Linked DNA regions of Callithrix jacchus: region 1 is linked to region 2. Evidence: chromatin contacts called from public Hi-C data. All regions are on one chromosome and are shown on one strand. Each heading gives the region's core, a stretch centred on a gene start, on an enhancer-like site or on the middle of the called end of the contact. The rest is flanking DNA. Distances are from core to core; before and after follow the strand shown.

Region 1 (6,527 bases), core at 1,089-3,588, 280 kb before region 2:
GCCTCTGCCTTCCAAAGTGGTGGGATTACAGGTGTGAGTCACTGCACGTGGCCGCAATGCTGTTTTTTTTTGTTTTGTTTTTTGTTTTTAAGAGATGGGGTTTCACTATCTTGGCCAGGCTGGTCTTGAACTCCTGACCTCGTGATCCACCTGCCTTGGCCTCCCAAAGTGCTGGGATTACAGGCCACTGTACCCCTCCTGCAATGCTGTTTTCTTTACATGACATTAGGTTGAATCTGTCCCCTCATCCCTCCTGTGGGTGGTAATGAGCTCTGCCCCTCTAGGGCTCCCAGTCCAGCCCCATCCAGGCGTCTTGCCCAGGGCATGGCATGAGAGGCATCCTTGTGGTGTGGAGCCCACAGCGTGGACTTGAGAGGCACTGTCCTGGCCCCCAAGGTCTCTTGGCCTGCAGGGGTTCTGCCATCATTGGGCCACATGCAAGTGGAGGAATCTTTATAGGTTCCTGAGTGAGGACACCACCTGGCTGAAGCCCCACATGCCACCCATGAGTCCCTCCTGGGGCTGAGTGGGAGCAGAGCACAGACTCCTCCTCAGAGTACTCCCAGGCAGCCAGCCCTGTTCAGGGCATCACCCATTCTCTGTAGGTTTGCACCCACCCCTTACCTCTGAGAATATTGGGAGTCTCTGGCTATGTGTGTGGCTCTGAGGTTTGCTCCTCTATGCCTGTGATGCTGGGGTGTTTAGGGGGCTCAGCCCTGCACCTTCAGCACTGTCTGGACTGGGACAGCAGCAGATCTGCTGCAGGTGGCAGGGTGACCTCTCAGCTTGGGCTGGGGAGCTGGGAGCTGCCAGAAGTAGGAGTGGGGGTTGGGGGGAGAAGCGAAGCACTTAGGAGAAACCAATGCAAGAAGCGGCACTGGCCATTTATTGTGACAGTTGTGGCCCATGGACCTGAAGTGCCCTCCACCGTGGCCCCAAACCCAATGGCATTCACCCTTGGGCAATTATTACATCTCCACACAGTTGTGCTTTAGGAGCTGAGAGGAGTTCTGCCAGGGAACCACAAGGACCTCAAAGTCACAGCGCAGCTTCTGTAGAGAGAACATGGGGGAGAAGGAGGGGTAAGCCCAGCCTCCATCCACCTTCTCCCAGCAGCCAGCCCTTTGCCTGCCATGCTGCTCCGTGGCAGAGAGGAGCAGTTACTGGCCCAAGGGATGTCGAGCTACATGGCCGGGGCTAGACTCCAGATCTTGGTAGCCAACTTCCCCATTCCTGAGGGAAGCCCCAGCCTCCTTTCTACACCCCATCTTGGCCTAGAGGCTGACTCATCCAGGAGGCCAACAGGTTCAGCCAGACATCTAGATATCTGCGTGTTCAGCCAAACCAGTTCAGGCTGGACGACGTGAGGGCCTGAGGCTCTGGGGAGGGCTGGGGCCAGAGGAGCCCCGCTGTTACCTCCTGCTGCGCCCCTGCCGACAGGGGGCAGGTAGTGAGGTCGAGGTGGTCTCCAGCGACCCTGGTCTTGCGGCAGTTTGTGCTCCCCATCTCCACCGTCAGGAAGTACTTGATGCCGGCCACCAGCTGGGGACATAGGGTAGGGGCAGGTCAGGGGTCTTGACCCTTAATCCCAACCTCTCACCTCCCGGCATATTCTCCCATTGCCCCCAGGCACTCAGGCTGGGGGAGGGGAGAGGGGATGATTCAGACCTGAGTGGGGGGAGTGGATGTTCTGGTGGGGATGCGGGGTGGAGAGACCTGGAGGCTGACCCCACTGGCAGCCTGGGCAGTCATCAGACATGGCCCACCTGGAGAGCTGCCCACTGTCCCCAACTGCCTCCCCTCCCTAGTCTACCCCATCAGGGCAGAGACTAGGGCCAGGCCAGCCAGACAGGCAGGTGGTGCGATACAGGGTTGGATTCTGTCTTTCCTTGAAATTTAGATGGTTGCCCATCATGGAGTTTTGGCATTAATTCGGTTTTTTAGATATTGCATGAAAATATCCCGATTGCGCCTTCGGGCCCCTTTCATGCACGCTCGGGCAGTGCCTGTGGCCCCCCCCGCCTGGGCGCGGTGCCCCCCGCCCCTGGCCCGCCGCACCTGGCTCTGCGCCTTGAGTATGTGCGTGTCTCGGAAGTAGTAGACGCTGTTGCTGCCCATGTTGTAGTGGGCCACGGCCGCCTGCGCCGCCTTCTGCACCTGCGGGTCATCGGGCGACAGGTCCTGGCGTTCTCCAACCATGCGCCCCTGGGGCCCGGCACGGGCGTCGCGGGGTAGCGCCAGGAGGCAGAACGCTACCAGGGCCAGGCCCAGCGCCAGCGGGAGGCTCGCACGCACCATAGCTGTCAGTGCTGTCGGAGTCGTAGTCCGAGTCGTGAGTGCCGAGCCCAGGGCGGCGCCGTTTTTACCCACTTGGGCAGCCCCGCCCGACGCCCGCGGTGCGCCCCCGCGGCCCGGAGCTGGGGCGGGGCTAGAGGTCGCGGGCGTCCGGGGTCCTGCGAGGCTCGGGGAGCCCAGGAGGCCGAGGGGGCGGCGTGCACCCGAGTGCCAAGACGCTTCCCTGCCCTCCAGAACACACCCGGCCAGGGAGGGAGAGGACAGTGACAGCACCCAACAAGTGCCAGTACAGGGACGGTTCTCGGGAGGGCTGTCCAGAATGAACTACCAACCACAGCTCAGGCTCTGACTGTTGCCACCATTCCCCAGCTGTGTGACCTCAAAGAAGTCACTTAACCTCTCGATGCCTCAGTTTCCTCTTCTGTACAATGGGCGTTGTGAGGATTCAGTGAGCTGATGCAGGTAAAGTGTTTACAAGGGGCCTGGTGCTGCATAAACAGCAGGCGAGTAGGAGATATTCCTGCTCAGCGCTGCCTAACAACCAGCCTGGAGTGTGAATGATTCATGTTCTCCCGTGGATACAGTGAGCATGTGCTAGAGGTACCAGCAAAACAGGGCCCATAACTTTGTTTTTAAAGACTCCAATAGGCTGGGTGCAGTGGCTCACGCCTGTAATCCCAGCGCTTTGGTAGGCCAAGGCAGGTGGACCACCTGAGGTCAGGAGTTCAAGACCAGCCTGGCCAACATGGTGGAACCCCGCCTCTACTAAAAATACCAAAAATTAGCTGGGCATGGTGGTGGGTGCCTGTAATCCCAGTTATTCAGGAGGCTGAGGCAGGAGAATCGCTTGAATCTGGGAGGCAGAGGTTGCCGTGAGCTGAGATCAAGCCATTGCACTCCAGCCTGAGTGACAGAGGGAGACTCCGTTAATTAATTAATAGATCAGGGTGGTAATCTATCTATCGCATACTGGCTCACACTTGTAATGCAGGACTTTGGGAGGATCACTTGAGGCCAGGAGTTTGAGACCAGCCTGGGCAATATAATAAGCCCTCATCTCTCCCAAAGATCTGAAATAAATCAACTGTGCATGGTGGTGCACACCTGTGGTCTCAGCTACTCAGGAGGCTGAGGTGGGAGGATTGCTAGAGTCTGGGAGGTTGAGACTGCAGTGAGCACTATACCTCGATTTCCTGGCTTCAAGTGATTCTCCCGTCTCAGCCTCCCAAGTAGCTGCGACCACAGGAGCATGCCCCCATGCCTGGTTAATTTTTTTTCACACCTGGCTAATTCTTAAAATTTTTTTTGTAGAGATGGGGTCTCACTGTAGTGCTCAGGTGGGTCTCGAATGCCTGGCCTCAAGAGATCACAAGATCTGCCTCCCCTCAGCTTCCCAAAGCACTAGGATTACAGGCAGGCTTTGTTGGAATTCTTTGTCTGCATTTTAGAGTTCAGTGTAGTTTGTACTTGTAATTCCATGTTGCTGGGTGGAGTGAGTAGGGGGCTCACTGTCCTGGGACACTAAGATCTTGAAATGCTTACAGCCTCCAGGGCTTCACTGAGGCTTGGAAGAGGCGCTAGGTCACAGTACCTGAAGAGCAGCTGGCAGCCGTGACTGTGATGAATATCGTATGCAGGCATCCAGCGTGTCAACCTCCCTTCCTGATTCTGGGCCTCAGAATCCCAGGATCACAAAAGGAGGTGACTTCTCACAATGAGACCTACACCAAAGCAGTCACTCACTACCCAGGGCAGCTGCCAGCTTGCTACCTCCCTCACTTACTCAGCCCAGCTGTGGAAAACCAACTCTGCCATCTTCCTGGGATTCCAAGGAACTGTCACAAGTTCCTGGAGGGCTCAGGTGTCTGCCTTAAAGGAACAGACTCCAGTCTGTGGAAGTGCTGGCTGAACTTGAGTTGATGAGGAGGATGAAGTCTGGCCAGGACTCTGAGCTAAGAGCCTGGGACGGGTACAGGAAGAATCCCAGGATCTCACCACAGGTGCCAGGTGAGAGAGGCAGCTCCCCTAGGCCTGCTGTCTGATCACTTGGAGCTTAGCCATGGGCACGGGTACCTCCACCACCACTCTCAAAAACTAGCCAAGGCCTGTCTTCGACTCTCCAAGGGCACTCACCCCACCTGCCGCTGCTTTGTGCTGATGCCAGGGACTCTTTTGCACTACAGCCTAGAAATTTCCAAGCACTTTTCACCCACTGATGAATTCTCACAAGCACCCTGAGGTAGTACACATTATTCTCATTTTGCAGATGAAAAAGTTAATCAGAGAGGTTGGGACACTTGTCTAAGGTCACACAGCTAGCAGTGGTATCTTGGTGAGAAAAGATGGGGGAGGGCATTAACAATTACAAGAGCACTTGCTATGTGACAGGCCTTGTCCCAGGGGTTCAATATATGTTCTTTCATTCCCATAGCGGCTCTGCAGAGACAATGATTATTACCTCCTCCTACAAGGAGGAAATGGGAGGTCAAAAGGTTAGTGGTGGGTACTGGTGCACAAGTCCTGGGCTGCTCTACAGGGGTATGAGGTCTGCTGTGCATGGGTGGGGGTTGCTTCTTACAGGTGGGAGGTCCCTGAGCACTTTCCCAGGGCCTGACTCCATCCCTTCTCGACCACTCTGGCTTCCAGGAGTCTTGGGCCAAGCATGAGCTTGAGGTTGGCCAAATGTACTGGCCACAGGGCACAGCCTCCAGTTTTGCAGTGGCCCAGACACCCCAACCCAGGTTGTCCACAGCACCCCTCTCTTGCCCCTGGCCTGATGGGTGGTGATAACCAGGGCAGGATCTTGACATCTCCTTCCCCCTGGGATAAGGCCCTCCAAGGCCTTGTTGCTTCCCCAGAACCCTCTTCCTGGAACCTTCAATTGGGCAGAGGGTACTTCCCTCCCCCAGGGCTCTGTAGACCCATGTTCTGGAAAGGAGATCTTTCAGCAAGGAAACCTGTAATCCAACAGGGATGAAAGTTCCCCCCTGGGGAGGTGCGCTCCCAAGCACCGCTGGTTCACTGAATCTTCACAACCCTGCACCAGCAGGTAGAAGAGGCTGTAGCTCAGAGCAGTGAAGCAACTTGCTCCAGATCGCATGGGGAACAAAGGCCCAGAATCGGGCCTGGCTGGCTCTTCAAGGCTGCCACCAGTCAAGGTTGGCAGTGACAGGAAAGAGCCTTGGTCCCTGCAGGGAAGGGCTGTCCTGGAAGGGGATCAGCAGTCACAAGCACCTACTGGGAGCCTTCCATGCTCACCAGGCTGCCGCAGGGCAGGGCTTGTGGCGGTCCAGGTAGCCTGCCCCTACTTCTTTTCCGGGGGCAGCAGGAGCCCTTCAGAACCTGGAATGCATGGGCCAGGTTCACACCAAGTTCTAGGCTGGCTCTGAGCATGCATGACTAGACCGGCTGGGGAGGGTCAAGCTCTGACTAGGTGTGGGGCTGGGGGCACCGTGTATTTGCTTATTTCCGGACCCACTCGCATACTTCCCACGGTGGTCAAGCATGTCCCGTTGGTCACCATGGGCTGACACTTAGCCAACCTGACTCCTACCCCTCACCACTCAGGTCTGCTTTCTGCGCCAGCATTCCAAGCCATGGTCCCTTTGTCCTGCTGGCTGAGTTGGGCTGGATCTGAGAGGCCATACTGTCACAAGGTACATTCTAGATGCCCTTTGTCTACTGCTGTCCCAGAACAGAGCCGAGAACTTGTGTGGGATGCAATGTGGAGTCCTGATAAAGGGTTTGTGGTCTGCCACCTGGTACACACACTGCCTGCGCCCCAAGGGAGAGATGAGAAAGCAGGTTCCACCCGCTTCTGAGGAAAAGCCTGTGGGTGAGCCAGGGAAGGCAGAGGACAAGGAAATAAAGCAGACAGCATGAGCTGCAGGCTTCCAGCAGGGTCCCAGTGCCAGAGCCAGGCGAGGCCAAGCCAGGAAGCCAGCATGAGCAGGAGCCTGGGGAAGAGGAGGAGGGGGTCTCCATGACCTCACAGAGCACCAGCAACAATCTGGCAGCATCAGGGCAAGTGTGGCAAGGCCAGGGCCTGCAAAGCCCCTACCTAAGCATACCACGCCTGTGACAGCATCACAGCACAAGGATCAAGGCTGAGGGGACTTATCTGGGAAGACATAAGAAACAGTCTGGGCCTGGCGCCGTGTCTCACACCTGTAATCCCAGCACTTTTGGGAGCCGAGGCGGGTGGATCATGACGTCAAAAGATGGAGATCATC
Region 2 (6,030 bases), core at 318-2,817:
CTGCCACTGCCCTACGTGCTGCTCCATTCTGCAGATGAGATACCAGGAAAAGAAGGGATGACTGTGAGATGAGCTTGAAAAGGGCCACCAGAGGGCAGAAGAGAGGAAAGGAACAAGAAATGGTTTGGGGAACTCACCTGGGGAAAAACCGAAGCTGGGGCTGTCTCACTGGGCACTGGAGTTGCTGGTGAAACCACCTCCACCTTCCGTTTCTGCAGAGAGAAACCAACAAAGGTGGGTCAGAGGGTAGAGAAGGTGGGACCTGAGAAGAAAGCAAGGTCCCTGGAATTGCTGAGGGTACCGTTGAGCGGTGGTTGGGCTGCAGGCAGGAGCTGGAGGAGAGCGGCTGGTCAGGCTCGCCACCGGGAATGGCCTCCCGCTCCTTGGGCAGGTTGAAGCGGAGTGTGATCTGGACCGGGATTGGCAAGGTCTTCCCGCTGGCCTGGGCCGAGGCCGGCTGTAGAGATAGGTCCAGGGTCTTCCTCTGGGGCGGGGATGGCAGTGGGATGGGGAAGGGGAAGAGGGGCCCCTCAGCTTAAAATTATCAAACCCCACCCTCTGCCTTCTGAAGGACACAGGACTAACTACTGGACTCTGGGAGCTACATGTGCAATTTGGCCCCCATCTTTTGCAAGCTGAAGTCAGGGTAAGAGGATGCCGCCTCCTGCCCATCCAGGAGCCCCTAAATGCCAACAGATAAGAGAAATAGGAGGCAGGAGAGATGAGGTGAAGTGGGGGACCTACTCACCACCTCTCTCTCTGGAGAGCCGGGACGGGACCCAGGAAGTCCGTTCTTGGTGGGGGTCTTGGCCTCTTTCTTGGGGAACTGGATCTTCTTTAGGTCCAGCCGCTCGTGCGTCACCCATTCATCCAGACGTTTGTTGACTGTAGCAGTGGGGATGGCTCAGGAAGGAATGCCAAAGACTGCCCCCCAACCCCCTACCCTGCTGCCCCACCTTAGGCCCAGAACTCACAATCAATGTAATGGACGTAGAAAAGCTTCCGGCCACTGATGTCCTTCACACTCAGGATCTCGGCCAGTGCTATGGGAACAGCATAGGCAGGGACCTTAGACGGGCCAGGCCATGAGACTCCACCCTTCCACGACCTGAACTCCACCCCCAGGCCGGATCCCTAAGCTGCAGCACTTGGAAGGTCTCATCCAAGCCTCCTTCAGTCACAAGTGCCACCCCTTTCCAGACCCCGCCCTGTACCTCTCATAGCAGCTAAGAGCCACGCCCCTTCATCGGAGTGTCTGAGCCCCGCCCGCCCCATAATTCCAGAGGCCCCTCCCCATCCCGGGGGTTCAGTGGACTCCCTCCCGCCCCTCGCCCTCAGGTTCCTTAGCCCCGCCCCCCGACGTCACTCACGCCACTCATCTTCGTTGTCCTGGTTCCGCCGCAGCACGGGTAGGCGGCAGCCCTCGATTATCTCCCCCTGGGGAGACAGCGCGGCGCCAGGGTCGGCTACTGGGGGGCCTCGGGCTCTACCCACCTCCCCTGGCTCCCTCCGCCCCGCCCCAGGCACCGGACTCACCACCTCCGCCATCTTCCCTCCCTCCACTGCCACTTCCGGCCCCTCTGGGAGACGTCACTTCCGGAACTGAGTGCTGTAGGCTTGGGCCTCACGAAGCCCCTATAGAGGACCTTTGAGAGACACCGCCACCCAGCTGCCAGCGGCAAGACTGCCCCTGTGGCTTGGGGGAGAATGTGGTGTTACAAGCCTCAGACCGAGCCCTAAGTGGAAACCCCACAACGTGCACAGCGATTGGAGAACTACTGAGCCCGTCACCTGACGCCCACCGCGTGCGACGCTGGTCACGTGGATGCGGAGCGGGTCACGTGGCAATATTGTTTGGGCTTTGACAGAGGGCGGTGCTGGGGCGTCTCCTCGTGGCGGCGGGAGGTATCGCCGGGAGTGAACTGCTAGTGCTGAGCTACGGGCCGAGAGGCTGGAGGAAGGGAGTGGCTTTAGAGGGGCTTCAACGCTCTTCCAAGTCTGTGGACTTCATTCCATAGGCAGGAGGATTCAGGGAATATTCCTAGCTTTATTTTGTATACTACGCTTTTTTTTTTTTTGAGACGGAGTCTCGCTCTGCAGCAGTGGCGCGATGTCGGCTCACTGCAACCTCTGCCCCCTGGGTTCAAGCGATTTTCCTGCCTCAGCCTCCCCTGTAGTTGGGACAAAAGGCGCGGACCACCATGCCCAACTAATTTTTGTATTTTTAGTAGAGACGGGGTTTCTCCATGTTGGCCAAGATGCTCTCAATCCTTTGACCTCGTGATCTGCCCGCCTTAGCCTCCCAAAATTCTGGGATTACTTGAGGTCAGGAGTTCAAGACCAGCCTGGCCAACATGGTAAAACCCCATCTCTACTAAAAATGTAAAAGTTAGCTGGATATGGTGGTGTCCTCCAGTTATCCCAGCTACTCAGGAGGCTGAGGCAAGAGAATGTCTTGAACCCAGGAGGCAGAGGTTGCAGTGAGCCAAGATCCTGCCATTGCACTCCAGTCTGGGTGACAGAGTGAGACCCTTTCTCAAAAAAAAGAAAAAGATGCTGCCCAGGCTGGTCTCAAACTTCTGAGCTCAAGCAGGCTACCCACCTCAGCCTCCCAAAGTTCTAGGGCCCCGGCCCCGGCCGTTGTTTTGTATATTAGGTTTATAATTATAAAGATAGTATGTGTGATACTCATCATACATTCAAAAAATATTTAGGGACCCAAAACATGTGTCAGACACTATTCTAGAGCCTGGAATACATCAGTGAACAAAATGAAGACTTCAGGTCTGGTGCAGTGGCTCACGCCTGTGATCCCAACACTTTGGGGCAGAGGCGGGAGGATTGCTTGACCCCAGGAATTACAGACAAGCCTCAGCCACAGAGCAAGACAAATGTTCAGTTAGCCAGGTGTAGCAGTGGCCCTTGCCTATGTTCCCAGCTACTCGGGAGGCAGAGGAGGGAGCACTGCTTGAGCCCAGGAATTTCAGGCTGCAGTGAGCCAAGATCATGCCACTGCATTCCAGCCTGGGTGACAGAGACAGACCCTGTCTCAAATAAAGACCTCTGCCCTCATGGAGCTTACATTCTCCGGGTTTGGGAGAGAAGAGGACAGGTATAGGTAGTAATCAACAAATTTTTTATTATTTATTTATTTATTGTTTTGAGATTATTTGTTTACTGTTTTGAGACAGAGTCTCTGTCACCCAGGCTGAAGTGCAGTGGCACGATCTCAGCTCACTGCAACCTCTGCCTCCCAGGTTCAAGCGATTCTCCTGCCTTGGCCTCCCAAATAGCTGGATTACAGGCATTCACCACCACTCCCAGCTAATTTTTGCATATTTAGCAGAGACAGGGGTTCACTATGTTGACCAGGATGGTCTTGATCTCCTGACCTTGTGATCTGCCCACCTCAGCCTCCCAAAGTGCTGGGATTACAGGCATGAGCCACCACACCTGACCCAACAAATATTTTTATTTTTTTATTTTTGTTTTTATTTATTTATTTTGGGGGGGGGAACAGAGTTTCCCTCTTGTTACCCAGGCTGGAGTGCAATGGCGCGATCTCGGCTCACTGAAACCTCCGCCTCCTGGGTTCAGGCAATTCTCCTGCCTCAGCCTCCTGAGTAGCTGGGATTACAGGCATGCGCCACCACGCCCAGCTAATTTTTTTGTATTTTTAGTAGAGACGGGGTTTCACCATGGTCTTGATCTTTTGACCTCGTGATCCACCCGCCTCGGCCTCCCAAAGTGCTGGGATTACAGGCTTGAGCCACCGCGCCCGGCCAACAAATATTTTTAAAATAAATTATTCAATTAAAGAGTGATAAGTGTTAAGGAAAACAAAAAAACTGAACAAGGTAAAGAAAATATTTAAAAATAGGTAAAAAAAGATGGACAGGCAGGTCACGATTTTAAACACAGTGCTGAGGCAGGCATGGCTGAAAATATATTATTTAAGAAAAGGTTTAAAAGGGTAAAGGAGTGAGCCATGCAGATACATAGGGGAAATGTCCCAGAAAAACACCACAAGAAGGGAGGGAAAATGTAACCTCATGTCATTCGAGAGAAGTGTATATGGTGAACATTTGGGCTTAGTGTCTTGTAGACCAAAGTGGGCAAACAGTGGCCTGTGGGTCAAAGCCAGCCTTCTACTTGTTTTCTTACAGCTTGTTGACTAAGAATGATTTTTACTTTTTTTTTTGAGACAGAGTTTTGCTCCTGTCGCCCAGGCTGGAGTGCAATGGCACAATCTTGGCTCACCACAACCTCCGCCTCCCAGGTTCAAGTGATTCTCCTGCCTCTGCCTCCCAAGTAGCTGGGATTAAAGGCGAGTACTGCCACCACGCTCAGCTAATTTTTGTATTACTAATTAGAGACGGGGTTTCGCCATGTTGCCTAGGCTAATGTCAAACTCCCGACCTCAGGTGATCCACCCGCCTTGACCTCCCAAAGTGCTGGGATTACAGGTATGAGCCACCGCACCCAGCCAATTTTTACATTTTTAAGTGGGAAAAATATCAAAGGAAGAATATTTCATGACATGAAAATTATGTATGAAATTTAAATTTTGGTGTTCATGAATAACATTTTATTGGAACATAGCCACATTTGTTCATTTACATAGATCTACGACTCCTTTCACATTAAAACTGAATACTTGTGCCTGAGACGCACAGCCCACAAAGCCTAAAATCTTTGTGTTCACCAACTCTTGCTTTAAACGTGTGTGCTGTTTAACACGAAAACTGGTAATTTGGTTCTCAGTGTGCACACCGACTTGTCGCTAAACGTTCTCTAGCGTTATTTTAATGATTAAGTAGTGTTTTGTTATATAGATACACCTTAGCTGCCACAACCCATCTGTTATTTGTTGAATATTCAAATTATTTCCAGTATTCCTCTATCACAAACAATGCCACAAAGAGCATACTTATCCATACAATTTTCCACATAGTCAACCCAGCATGATTTGCATTGAAGATGTAAGTGGGTGTATTAGGTTTCTCTAGAGGAACAGAATTAACAGGATGGATGGATGGATAGATAGATAAAGGGGAGTTTATTAAGTATTAACTTAAGGGATCGCAAGGTCCCACAATGGGCTGTCTGCAAGCTGAGGAGCAAAGAGAGCCAGGCCAAGTCCCAGAACCAAAGAACTCGGAGTCCAGTGTTCAAGGGCAGGAAGCATCCAGCACAGAAGATGCAGGCTGGGAGGCTAGACCCGTCTGTTCTTTTCACGTTTTTCTGCCTGCTTTATATTCACTGGCAGCTGATGAGATGGTGCCCCCCAGATTGAGGGTGGGTCTGCCTTCCCAGCCACTGACTCAAATGTTAATCTCCTTTAGCCACGCCCTCACAGACACACCCAGGATCAATAGTTTGCAGCCTTCAATCCAATCAAGTTGTTATTCAGTATTGACTATCACAAGTGCACCCCTTTTCAACCCATACACCTCTCCTGAGATCATACATAATCTTCAGATAAAGACGGTAATAAGGTCATAATTAAGCCTAACGTAATGCAGCTATCCTTCGTACAACCGGAAACATACCAATCCCCAACCCAAATACAATTAAATAGAGTGAACAGTACTTAAATGCTGATATGAAGTCAATAAATCTTATGTCACAAAATAGAGGTAAAGGAAAAAAGATATTTTCTTTTTTTTTTTTTTTTTGAGACGGAGTCTCGCTCTATTGCCCAGGCTGGAGTGCAGTGGCACATCTTGGCTCGCTATAACCTCCCACTCCCAGGTTGAAGTGATTCTCATGGCTCAGCCTCCCGAATAGCTGGGATTACAGGTGCGCGCCACTGTGCCCGGCTAATTTTTATATTTTTAGTAGAGATGGGGCCATGTTGGCCAGGCTGGTCTTGAACTCCTGATTACAGGCGTGAGCCACCCTGCCCGGCAGTAGCTGGTATTGATGACTACCTTCTTCTGCTACCCATTCTGTATTCTCTTTGCCTTCAGCAAGCACCTCAGCAGTCATGTTTTTTTTCCCCTGGTGGAGTGACCCAGACCTTCATTC

Evidence for each region. A called contact is a pair of places that touch in the nucleus more often than the background predicts.
Region 1: a contact with region 2 is called in a Hi-C map of skeletal muscle, with 3 times the contacts expected there. The contact joins the promoter of CST6 here to the promoter of KAT5 in region 2. A contact is called at or near these places in 2 of 3 Hi-C or Micro-C datasets (both in skeletal muscle).

What each region holds. Positions count from the first base shown.
Region 1 is chr10:123,084,772-123,091,298 of calJac240_pri, reverse strand. CST6 (cystatin E/M) reads right to left here and starts at 2,338. Exons shown (of 3, transcript XM_002755551.6): 1 at 2,059-2,338; 2 at 1,417-1,542; 3 at 864-1,052. The coding sequence starts at 2,298. The coding sequence ends at 969.
Region 2 is chr10:122,800,430-122,806,459 of calJac240_pri, reverse strand. It overlaps KAT5 (lysine acetyltransferase 5), which reads right to left and starts at 1,567. Exons shown (of 12, transcript XM_078341420.1): 1 at 1,537-1,567; 2 at 1,371-1,437; 3 at 975-1,043; 4 at 749-885; 5 at 138-212; 6 at 1-28. The coding sequence starts at 1,548.